2 separate regions of the Mus musculus genome follow, and region 1 is linked to region 2. A link is a contact called in public HiChIP or PLAC-seq data. All regions are on one chromosome and are shown on one strand. Each heading gives the region's core, a stretch centred on a gene start, on an enhancer-like site or on the middle of the called end of the contact. The rest is flanking DNA. Distances are from core to core; before and after follow the strand shown.

Region 1 (5,839 bases), core at 2,615-5,114, 440 kb before region 2:
GGTCAAATCAATGAATTTAATGAAGGCCCGTTGACACAATGGCTTCGCCTTGCATTTTGACCCACATAAAGGGGAGGCAGTCCAGGTCACAAGGCTTTAGCCAAACTTAAGTGGTCGGTACACAAACGCGACAGAAAGTCAGAAGCCCGGAGGCTCGCGAGACCTATTGACAAGCAGTTAAATGTATTTGAAGTGGCTGCATGAATGGACTTTGGTAAGGTAGCACCATTGTCTCCCATTGTCGCTTTCTCTCCATATGAAAACTTTCTCCCAAAGAACAAGAATCAATGAACGTGAAGTGTAGTGTCAGTTTTACTGGGCTCTGGCCGCCTTTCAGGAACGTGACTTTTTGTGGCGAGTTCATGCTACTTAAAAGTATTCTTAGCTCCGAGTTTAACTCTTGCGAAGGGTGGCTTCCCAGCCCCACTACCCACCCAGGTCTTTCCAAACTCTTTCATGCCATGAATAGCTCCCGAAGTTGAAAGAGTTGAAGATTAATTTTAGCTTTTTTTTTTTTTCTTCTGCTTTTGGATGCTTGGATTTTTCACGCAGGATGCCTGACTGCTCACTGCTAGCTCATGGAGGAGGAGTTGGGGAGGGGCAGAGGGTAATGGTTGCCTAACCACAATTCCTTTACCCTTCACACCAAGGGCACAGGCAGGCAGCTCCATTCCAAGACACGGCCAAGCTGCCTTGCAATCTGGGAGACTCAAAATCGGAATGTCTTTAACAAGTGTGTGGGGACCCAGAAAGGGTGAGTGGGAAGGAGGTCCTCTCAACCCAGACCAACTGTGAACTGATGGCCCCTTAATTCCAAGAAAAGGCTTGTCTCTGAAACCCATCTATACATGCGTGCGTGCATGTGTGCGTGTGTGCGTGTGTGTGTGTGTGTGTGTGTGTGTGTGTACACATATGAGTGGATGTGTGCATGTGTGTATATGAGTGTGTGTGCATATGTGTTTTATCAGTAAACATTCTTTTTAACCAAGCCATGTGGACAATACTAGTCCCCTGGGGGGCTCTGCCATTGTTTGAAAACACCCAGGGCTGTGGATAAGCTGTGTGGACACAGACATGGGATGTGAAATCTACAAAGGCCTGCTCCAAAGAGCCATGTGCTGGCTTCACAGGGGTTGATCGTTCTAAGATTTGCTAAAATGCTTTGGAGTTTCTCTCAGTAAATCTCTCTAGATAGATTTTATATATATACACATATATTGTATTTCCCCCTTTTGTCTGGTGTGTGTATGTGTGTTTGAAATTTCTCCCTCATTCATTGACCAGTAACTTTTTGTCACCAAGCCCTGACTTTTCTCCTTACATCTGCATTTAAGCTGTCATTGACTGCTGCTGTCCCCTCCTCTCAGGACCTGACAGCCAAAACCTCGTGCCCTTTCATCTCTTTGTGTCTGCATTATGACATAACCTGCCCAAAGTGGCCCAGCTCCCCAATTCTTGTATGTAAAATTTGCAACATTTTTTGAGACGGGTCAGTGCCCATTTTGGGGACCCTTTCTTTATCTGAGTACCGTGTTAAAACTTTTTGCAGATGTGGCCTATTCAGGAGCAGCCCGAGGCTGCATGCAGAGATGGGGAAGAGAAGAAAAGGCCTTCCTATTTTGTGATTGCCATAGTAACTCAAACATTGCCAGTGTGTTTGCAGTGCCTGGTCAGCAGCTCCTGGGAGTTTGATTTCCTGTGCAATCAAGCCCTCTACTGGGGACCACGACTCCTGTGACTCTGGCTGCACAGCGGACAGCTTGCTTGTTAGGTCTAAAATTAAGCATTTCAGTTTAAAATAATACCCATTTGTATCCATTTTGTTCAACGTAACAACAGCTGCCGTCCCTGGAATGACAGAGTTTCCTTTTAATCTGAAGCCTCATATGACATTTATGAATGAGGCTGGCTCCATTCATTTGCAGTTTGAATTCACACTGCTTATTTATTTATTTTTTTTGGGGGGTGTCTTTTTTTTTCTTCCCCAGCATATGGGTGAAATTCAACATTATTCAAGTAATTATATACACAGCTCAGGAGGAGGAAAAAGCCTGCTTTGTTTGTTGTTCTCTTTTAAACTAGTTAGATGGCACTTGGTGCTTCCTTTTTTTTTTTTTTTTTTTTTAATTTTAAAAAAAGGCCGAATCCAGAGGATGAATTGGTCGAGGCTTTCAAAGTTCAGTGAGATAATGAAAGAAGATGTAATACGGCCACTGAGTTTATTTACTATTTGTGGATAAACAACTAAAAACATCAGCCCTCCTTGCTCACTGGGAGGGAGAGAGAGGCAGAAAAGCCACTGATGGGGGATCCTGCTAAAATCGTTGAAAAACTATGATGCCTCGCTCTTGTTTTCTGCCTGCCAGGTCGTTCCCCTCCCCCGCCCCCTCACGCCGCCGCTGAAATGAACAAAACTGCAGGGTACCACCCAGGTGAAGGCGCGGGGTGAAAACACGGGGCACAAAAGACCAAATGGCAACCCTTTCAGAATGCTCTGCGGTTTCACAGTATTGCCAGGATGGGGGAAAATTAATTGGCATTTAGTTACACGTTGCCCCATAAGCGAAGCAGAGTTGAAGGTGCCTGGATAACAGCCGTTCTCTGTTCCCTGGCCCCGGGCAGAGCGTATTCCTGTCGCTTTAGCTCCACAGCATAGAGTCCAGTAGAAGCTCTCAGTCGCGAACTTCATTTCTCAAATTACATCACTAGAAGCCTTCTGCCTCAGCTTGAGAACTGAAGGAGCAACAAGAAGACAACCAACTGGTGCAGGATTCCCAATTCGTAAATACACATGAGCCGGCAAGCATTAAGTTAGGGTCTTAAGGCCGCAACACATGCCCTTAATCAGAAGACTAAAGAGCCTGAAAAAGTGGCTTTGATACTCTGTAAGTTTGTGGTCCTCTTAACCAGTTAAAAATACAGGGGCTGGAGAGATGGCTCAGACGGTCAGAGCACTGGCTGCTCTTGAAGAGGACCTTGGTTCGATTCCCGGCACCCACATGGCGGCTCACAACGGCCTGTAACTCCAATTGCAGGGAGTCCAGCGTCCTCTTCTGGCCTCTGCAGGCACTGCATTCATATGGCACACACCTACATCTAGGCAAATGCCCATATCATATTTGTATATCATAATGTAAAAATAAATTTAAAACAATTTTTTTTTGAGGCAAAGCCTAGGTGTCATGGAACTCAGTCTTTAGACCAGGCTGGCCTTGAACTCACAGAGATCCACCTGCCTTTACTTCCCAAATGCTGGGAGTTAAAGGCGTGCTCTACCATGCCTGGCTAAAAAAAAAAAAAAAAAAATTAAGGTTGCATAGAATTCTTCTTACATTAATTCACCTTTCTTTTTTCTTTTGAGCAGAGTCTCGCAGTGGGGCAGGCTTGGCCTAGAATTGACAATCCTCCTGCCTCCTCCCCTGGAATGCTGGGATTGTCTGCTTATTCATCTCATCACTTATTCAGGGACAGTATAGACTGAGCATGGCACAGCACTAAACACTGAGGTTAAACTGTCCTGGGTCTGGTTCCACTCCTAATATTGAAACCACCACCACCACCACCACCACCATCACCACCAGCAGCAGCCCTATTCTGGGACTGGCTGGACAAACCCTGCCCCACACTGATGGCACAACACAAAGACCCTGGCCCAGAAGAGTGGCACCTGCTAAAGAGAGCACTAGGCTCTCTCTCTCTCTCTCTCTCTCTCTCTCTCTCTCTCTCTCTGTGTGTGTGTGTGTGTGTGTGTGTGTGTGTGTGTGTGTGTGTAAGAGAGAGGCACTCAGTCAAACCCAGAGGGGAACAGTTTGGAATTTAGAAGGCTGGGGAGCCAGAAAGGGCAGGACTGAGAGACAAAAGTGTTCAGAATGTGCACAGCCGGGTGGTGGTGGTGGGGGGAAGGTGCCCTTTGTGGCAATAAGGTGTTACTCAGCGATCCCAGCATTTTTCTCTGTACGAATTCATGTGGCAGAGATTGACAGCTTTCTTATTATAAGTCTCTTTGTTAATAGACTGAAAACCCCAATCTCTGGCCCCAAAATGACTTCTAAGCTTCTCACCCTATGTCTCATAAGGCCAAAAAAATCACATCCCCAAACTAAGTAGCAGCTCACCCTGGCTTTTCTGCCTGGCTCTGCTGTGAGTCACTCAAATGGTCACAAGGGACCAAGGGCCTCCTCACCAGAGCCCTTCCTTGTTAACCATTTTGTGAGCATGCTTCATGTGTTCTATGAGTCACACAGTCTGTGATGTGTGTGTGTCCTCTGTGGACTGAGGACCACATTTCAGAGGCTCGGGGGAAACCTCAGGAATGGTGATGGAACCTAGCCGTGCCCAGACCAGTGGCCAGGTTGGGGGACACGGCTTGTAATGTGTCCTGCTTGTAACGGAGACCTGTGCACCCTAGATGGTATGCCCTCCCATCTCCATGATCCCACCCACCCACACACACACACACACACACACACACACGTTTACATATATATTAGTATTATTCTGAATCTGCTCTGCTCGCCAAGACTATGGAAGAAGGTATCAAAAGCTTTTATTTCAACTTGAGTATGAGAGAGGTAATGGTAGGCACAGTTATTGAAGCCTAATTCTCTGATTTATAAATTTTCTTCAGCTAACAGCAAAAGTTTGGTTGAGTGAATTCCATCCATGTGTCCCACTGTGTAACTCAGGAGGAGCCAAGGCTATGGGAAGGAGGGTTGGGCAGCAATCTAGGTAAGTGTGGACTTGGGCCTCGCAGGACAAGAGCTCTGTCCCCAGCACCGTTCTCCCTCCACACTCACCCCTGCCTAACTGTTCCATCTCCTAACATTCAGGGAGGAAAACATGATGAGATGCCAGGGTTTTGCTTGTGTGCTTATAAAACACAGACTGCACAGCACTGCCAGCCTTATGGGAACAAGCATCCTGCCTCTCTCTCTCTTTTTTCCTTTTTAGATTTATTTTGATTACTTTATATGTGTGTGTTGTGGCTGCATGTATGTTTGTGGAACACGTGCATGCCTGGTGCCCGAGAAGATGGCAAACCTCCATATCCGTGCTGGGAATCAGGTCTTTCACAACAAGTGCCCTTAACCACTGAGCCCAGGAATGAGCATTCTTTATAAGACCAGAACACACATTTTTAAAAATTTGTCTGAGATAGGGTCTCACTGTGTGGTCCCAGCTGACCTGGAACTCGCTATGTGATCAAGGCTGGTCTTAAACTCAGAGAAAGATCTCCCTGCTTTGCCTCCCAAGTGCTCAGACCAAAGCACTTAAGATGCTTGTGGCCACTGCATCTTAAGAACACACATTTGACACTTACTCTGCAGCTCAGATGGCCTGGGACTCACACTGTAGTCCAGGTTGGTCTTGGACTCAGAATAATACTCGTTTGCCTCAACCACACAGGGGCTGGGATTACTCCTGACTTCAGACTATAAATTACAATATTCTTCTGCTGGGGGTGGTGGCAGTAACCAGAATCTTTTTTTGTTTCCAGAGGGAAAGAACCCCCCCCCCCCAATGTGTTTTCTAAACACACATTGGAGGCATATGAGCAGAGAGAGCTGTCTCTCTGCTCAGCCCAGGGCACCAGCCCATGATGGGGTTTGGGCAGCAATAGGGATGTGGGTCAATGAACTGCCACAAATAAAAGTAGGTTTTGTGTGTGTGAGTGTGTGTGTGTGTGTGTGTGTGTGTGTGTGTGTGTGTGTGTATGTGAGGGAGGGATACAGAAGCCAAGGGAAATGCAGAGGGACGCTATAATTGTAGGCTTTTCCACCAGCACCTCATTTCCTGAATAACAATTCTGAGAGTTAATTATTTATGAATAAATGCCTGG
Region 2 (6,144 bases), core at 462-2,961:
AGAAGGCAGGCCACTAGGCTGTGTGGTGGGCGCTCTCCTGGCCCCCACTCTTCCCACTACATCCCATGTCATCTGCACACAGAGCCCCAGTGTCCAAGGTGTGTTTATGACCCGCGGTTGAGACTTGGGTTGTTTTTGTAAGAGTCTCTCTCCATTTATCTCTGCTTACATTAGGTGAAAGTCAATCTCACACAGACATTCCCTTCTCCGACTCTGGGCTGGCTAACTCAGAAAAGTGTCCTGTGGACCTGGCCCTCATTCAGTCTCACCTATCTCCATCCGTCCCCAACACAAATTCCTTTTTGCAAGTTCCCTATTGTTTCTGGGTTCAGCCCAACACCAAACATCAGACCAGGAAACCCAAAGCAAGATTCCCTATGTGACAGGTGCATATCAAACTGGGCTACATCCTAAGACCTTCCCACCTCACAAAAGGCTCCACAGAGGCCCCTGCTGTCTTTGTAAAGTGAAAACATCACAGGCATTTCTAGATATCTGCAGGATATTGGCTCCAGTATCACCCAGCTATCAAACCAGATATCAAAACCCAAGGATGTCCCTTCTTCTAACCTGCATTTTAAATTTTTAATTTTACGTGTATGAGTGTTTTGCCTGTATATATGTCAGTATACCATGTGCGTGTCTGGTGCCTGCCTGCAGAGACCAGAAGAGGGCACTTGATCCTCTGGAAGTGGAGTTATTGACAATTGTGAGCTACCAGGTAGGTGCTGGAATTCGAACTGGGGTCTGCCGGGAGAGCCGCCAGCCTGTGCTTACTCACCGAACCATCTCTCCAGCCTCACCCAGAACCTGCGTTTTTGACATGCTGGCCAAAGCTATACACAACCTATATTCCCCAGGGAAATAAACTAATGGAAGGAGTGGACTTCAACCATAGGTACCAGGATGCTGAGAGAAGCCAGATGCAATAGAACATTCAGGAAACGGAGACCTTTGATGGTGGCCAGGATGAGGGTCACTCTGACTTGGGGTACCTGGGGTTAGTCCCAACTAACTGGCCAAGCTCTGTTTTGAATTTGTTCAAGTTAGGTAGGCAGACTTGCTTCATGGGAATTTATCAAGTTGCAACCAAACATGCTTCTCTATATTTGTGTTACGTTCTAAGGTTTTCTAGAAGTCTCCCTTCGGCCACCAAGTTTACTTTGGATATTTGGGGATACTTCAGTCAGTTCCATTGGTAAGTGACCTGCTTTTTCTTTCTTCTTTCATTTATTTTGAGATAGAATCTCGTAGCTCTGGCTGTCCTGGAACTCTATGTCGACAGGCTGGCCTTGAACTCACAGAGTTTTGCCTTCCCTCTGCCTTTGGAGTGCTGGGATTAAAGGCGCGTGTACACCGGTTCTAGCCCTGCGTGTTTGTTTTCCATCTCACCCCAGAGCACCGCAGTTGCAGCGTGTTCCTCCCCGTCCTTGATTATTTGAAGCCACAGGGAGGATGTCAGAAAACAGAAGGTTCATCCCCAGGGTGCAGCAGCTGCTTTTGTGTTAAGGTGGCCGTCACAGCCATCCCACACGGGTGGAAAACTCGAAGCCTAGCCTACTGCACTCAGTAAGCGTGACCTCATGTCACTCTGGGTCAACCGGTGTGGGACTCCAGCTTCAGGCCCGCCTCTTTGCAAGCAGAGGGTGACATGGCCCCGTTGTCAGGTCAGGTGGAGGAGGAAGTGAGGAGCTGGGGGCATGAGGCTTGCCTGCCCTGAGAGTGGCACTCACCAAGTTATGCATTAACCAGGGATCAGCCCTGTGGCAGGCCGGGACTGCAATAGCAAACCGAAAGGAGATGTTTATAGCTGGCGAGTGGATGTCTAATAAATTACCTCTCCTGCCAAAAAAATGTGCCCTCTCCCCTTTGCATGTCACCTTGTCACAAAATTGAAATGTCAGGTGAGCAAATACCAGGGTCCGACAAGCAAAGAGACCCCCTCCTCCCGACAGGAGGGTCACAAAGCTTCCCTCTTCCTGACCTGAGAGTTTCATTATCACCCGGGAACAGATTGTGTGGATAATACGGGGCCCCGGGGGCTGAGGGAGCCAGGGAGGTCCAGGAGGCCAAGGGAGGATAGGGTGCCCAGGTGGTGTGAGCTAATGGGTAGCACCCTGGATGTGCGAAGCCTGCTCAGGAATTGAATATTCTGTGTTTCTTGTTCTAGGGCAGCAAAAAGCAACAGCGTGTGGGGGTAGGGGTGGGGGTGGGGTTGGGGGTGGGGGTGGGGGTGGGGTGAGTGGCTTTCGTCATGGGCCCCGATGCCACTCACATTGAGCAGCCCTCCTGAGGATATGAGTACCGTCACTTCCAAAATTCTGGGGAGTGAGACAGGGGAGGGAGAAATTGAGCCCCGCGGGAATGGCCCGCTGCCCGTTCATCCTGAGGCCCTATCTGTACCCATAAAGCGGAGGTGAGTTCTGACCCACGTTGGCGCATCTCCCTCCCATCCCTCCATCTCCCTTTCTCACCCTCCCCTGCCTCCTTTCGCATTTCTCTTCCTCGACTATCTATTAAGCACCAAGTGTGTGCGGTCTCTGCGGGAGCAGCATGGTATGCAGAAAGAACGCAGAGTGTGGATCTTGCTGCGTGCATTTACCACCGGTTGGGAGAGACCCAAGCATGCAGGGCCACCTCTGACCACAGGTGGCCAGTGACCTCTTGGGAAGTCCCTTTCTAGGCAGATACAAGCGGTGAGATCAGGGCTCGGGGAGCAGGTGGGTGCTCTCGCTTTGGGCAGGAGCAGCAGCTCATGGGCAGGGGCTGTGTGGAAAGGCCAGGCATCCCCTGGCCATGGACAAAGCCTGATGCCGTCTTCTCTTGGAGGCAGCTCGATTTGTCTAAAGGTGCCTGGGCTTTACAACCAAACTTGAAAAATAATCAATCACGAAGTACATATAAGGCAAGGCTTCCCATCTTAACTGTTAAATGCACGCTGTCAGCATTATTACATTCACACGGCTACAGAGCCGTCACCGGCGGCCCTGTCTAGAACGGTTTTCATTTTGCAGGATGGAGACTGCACTTCTTAAACAGTTGCTCCCCGTTCCCCACTCCTCTAGGTCCCGGAAGCCTCCATTCTACTTCCCGTCTGTCTCCAGACTGACTGCTCTAAGGATCTCACAGAAGCAGAATTCTCAAAGCTTTGTCCTTTGGTCATGGTCTTATTTAACTTTTATATGTGTGTCTTCCAGCTTCACTCTTGAGGTGACACAAGCCCTGGCTTCCTTCCTTTTTAAGGGAACGTGTCCCATCAAGCTTGGTTTGCTCATATGTAGTAGGTCTTTGGGTTCCTTACACTAAAGTCACTAAGAGTATGCCATTTGGAAATATCCAATGTCCAGACATTTAAACAAATAGGAAGCCTGTCTGTCTGTCTGTCTGTCTGTCCAGCTGGGACCGAGCCATGAGCTCTGAAGTGTCTGGGTGAGGTGGGAGACAGCAGAGGAGAGACATGGTCGAGCCTGTGGAGGCGGATGTGCCCGGAGCGCCTGCCTAGCTCCAGCTTGTGTGCAGAGAGGATCCAGCCGTAACCTTGTGGTGCTTGGCTTTGGCCTGGAGGTCTTAAGCTGGAGTCTTTTTATCCTTTTATCCCAGTATATTGCTACAGCTTTGGTTCCGAATATCCTCTGATGGTTGACATGTTGGAGGCTTGGTCTCAGCCCATGGGATTAATGGGAGGTAGAGAGCTTTGAGGAGGTAAGGCCTACTAGAAGGAGGTTAGGTGACAGGGAGTGTGACAGGGTCCTTGAAAGGACCACTGGGACTCTGACCTCCCCGTGAGATTGCATCTTGGCCATAAAGGGGCAAACGGCTTCCTCTGCTGTGTGCCCCCACCATGATCTGCCACGTGCTGCCACAGGCCCAAAGCAAGAAAGCAAGACGGCAGCCTGAACCAAGAGCCAAATCAAAGCGTCCCTCCTTAGAAGACATTTATCTCTGCACGCTTGTCACAGTGATGGAAAGCTAACTGACGCCTATCTGTCTCCTGTGATAACCATGGGACAGGTGGTATAAGCAGCACCCAGGGTCACTCTCCTCGCTGTCCTTGACCTAGCTCCCACTTCGTTCACTCCTTCTGAGCGTCTGAAGCAGTTAGGCCCACAGCTGGGGGCAGTGCTCCGAAGAGATGCAGGCTAGATCCCGTGCCCTGGCCAGCCGTGCTCTGAAACCTTCGTCATTGCCGACCTCTGTCTGTAGAACACAGATGACAAACTGCACCCATTTCTTGTCTGGTTCGTAATCGTGAAAGCCGAGAGACTGTACAAGAGAAAGACCTCGGTCAAAATGTAAGACTGGATGAGAAGAAGCAGGGACTGACAACCTTTGGGTGAAATCCAAGCTTTACCCCACCAAAGAGGCCGTGCACATCAGAAACTCCTAAGGCTTTCCAGCAATTCATTCTGAGCATAAGTGATCAAAGATGCCGGGGATAGCAGCAGTCGCTGCAGAGTCTAGCCCTTGCAGTTTTGTGGTCCTCGATATTTACCGGTGAAAATCTGGGCCTCCAAGTTGGATATTCAAGGTGTTGAGTGTGGCAGACAGCTGGTGATCAGGGTAGTTGGCAGAGTCTGTGTGACGGTACTGAGGACAAAATTCAGGGCTGATGCACCCCAGGCAAGTGCTATCCTTCTTCTTCCCAGGCCCGGGTGTGCTTCTGGCCATCTCACCTCAGAGATTTTTGACTTAAGGAAGATGTTTCGTGACTTCCTGTCCTGGAGAGCAGGAGTCTGTGCATTATCTGTGCTATGAAGACGACTGTCCTCAGAGCTTTTGATCCATTTGACTCCCATCTGGCCTTCCCTGGCATGCCCAGAGATGGTAGTGGGCAGAAAAAAGCTCATTCCATTGGGGTTGCCTGACGAATGCTGCTCCCTTGCGTGCTAGCACAACTCTAACTGGGTGTTCTTCAGGGATGAGCCACTCTATGCCTTTTAGTTAAAAGCATCATATATCTTAAAAGATGCTACCTCCCTCCCCCCTCCTCGTCTTACTTTAATGGCTTTTGGGCAAACCACTATTGACCAATATTTACAACCAGCACTTAAGGACATTTTAGACACAGCATGCTGGCTGTGTGCCCTCATTACCCAGCGACAGCTGAGCCCTGTCTATACTTCCATTTCTAGTTAGAAGCCCTTACTCCAGTGACATGGAGCCCTTACTCCTCCTGTCCATGGAGCCCCCTTTACCTGGCATGGAGATGTGGCACCAGGCAGGACCAGCTGGGGGAGTGAGTGAGCCTGCAGCTCTCAGTTCTATAGCATCCATCCTTCCTGTTCCACATCCCAGGTACCCAGTGAATGCTGGGAAAGGTGTTTTACAAGTGAGCCCGGCTCCAACCCAGGAAAATTGACATAGAAACCAGACCAGGGACAGATGTGCAAGGATTTCTAAAGATTTACTGTATGTTAAGCAGCTAGGCAAAGTGTGAAGAGGGAGAGGGAGAGGGAGAGGGAGAGGGAGAGGGAGAGGGAGAGGGAGAGGGAGAGGGAGAGGGAGAGGGAGAGGGAGAGGGAGAGGGAGAGGGAGAGGGAGAGGGAGAGGGAGAGGGGAGGCCTAGCAGAGGAAGATGCTACAGGAAACACTGGCTAGCCTGGGGATATGTGGGAGAGACAGTCTTTCTGTTCAGGGGAGTTGCTTGGCTAGGCTGCTGTCAGTCATTCGGCTTCTGGAGGCTTTCTTTTTTCACTACTTAAATGCAGTTGACTGGGGCTGGGGATGGATGGGGTGGGCAAGACCTCAAATCTGCACGCCCGTCCCCCATTCTCCTGCTCTTTATTATCTCTAATGAAAAGTTCTAATCGAAGGCGCGTACCCATCTGCATCCTGTACACGCCACCCCCCCCCCCCAGCTCTGTCCTCCAGTGTGCTGTTTGTCTTTCTGTGCCTCTGGGGACACCACACATTGTTTCACCCATTCGTTGCCTGACAGGCTAGCCTTCCCTGCTCAAGAGTGGCTTGTGTTTCCCAGGGCTGGTCTAGCTTTTCCCCTCTGCACACACAGCTTTCTGACTTGCTCCATCTGCTGCCGAGACCTCCTGTGTCCCGCAGCTCAGCTGTTGATGCTTTCCCAGAGAAGCCAACCAAGGAAAGTCCCAGATGGTTAAAACACTTGTCTGGTTCTTCTCAGTCCAGAGA

What was found. HiChIP or PLAC-seq counts read pairs in DNA pulled down with a chosen protein or histone mark.
Region 1: a FOXA1 HiChIP or PLAC-seq map of pancreatic cancer cells shows a contact between it and region 2. The contact joins two enhancer-like sites. A contact is called at or near these places in 1 of 15 datasets of contacts at CTCF or cohesin (large pre-B cells), 3 of 484 Hi-C or Micro-C datasets (the G1E-ER4 cell line and embryonic stem cells), 4 of 115 datasets of contacts at active chromatin or transcription factors (acute myeloid leukemia, embryonic stem cells, large pre-B cells and 1 more) and 1 of 9 other capture datasets (embryonic stem cells).

The regions. Positions count from the first base shown.
Region 1 is chr5:147,130,471-147,136,309 of GRCm38.p6, reverse strand. No RefSeq gene overlaps it. Among named protein-coding and RNA genes, the nearest start is that of Gm34994, 26 kb to the left of the region's middle. Within about 2 kb of position 3,864, at least 34 of the 459 cell types and tissues checked have an H3K27ac peak or open chromatin away from gene starts, as enhancers often do. A contact at or near this core is called in pancreatic cancer cells, where this site is marked.
Region 2 is chr5:146,683,643-146,689,786 of GRCm38.p6, reverse strand. No RefSeq gene overlaps it. Among named protein-coding and RNA genes, the nearest start is that of Gm34700, 14 kb to the left of the region's middle. Within about 2 kb of position 1,711, at least 55 of the 459 cell types and tissues checked have an H3K27ac peak or open chromatin away from gene starts, as enhancers often do. A contact at or near this core is called in pancreatic cancer cells, where this site is marked.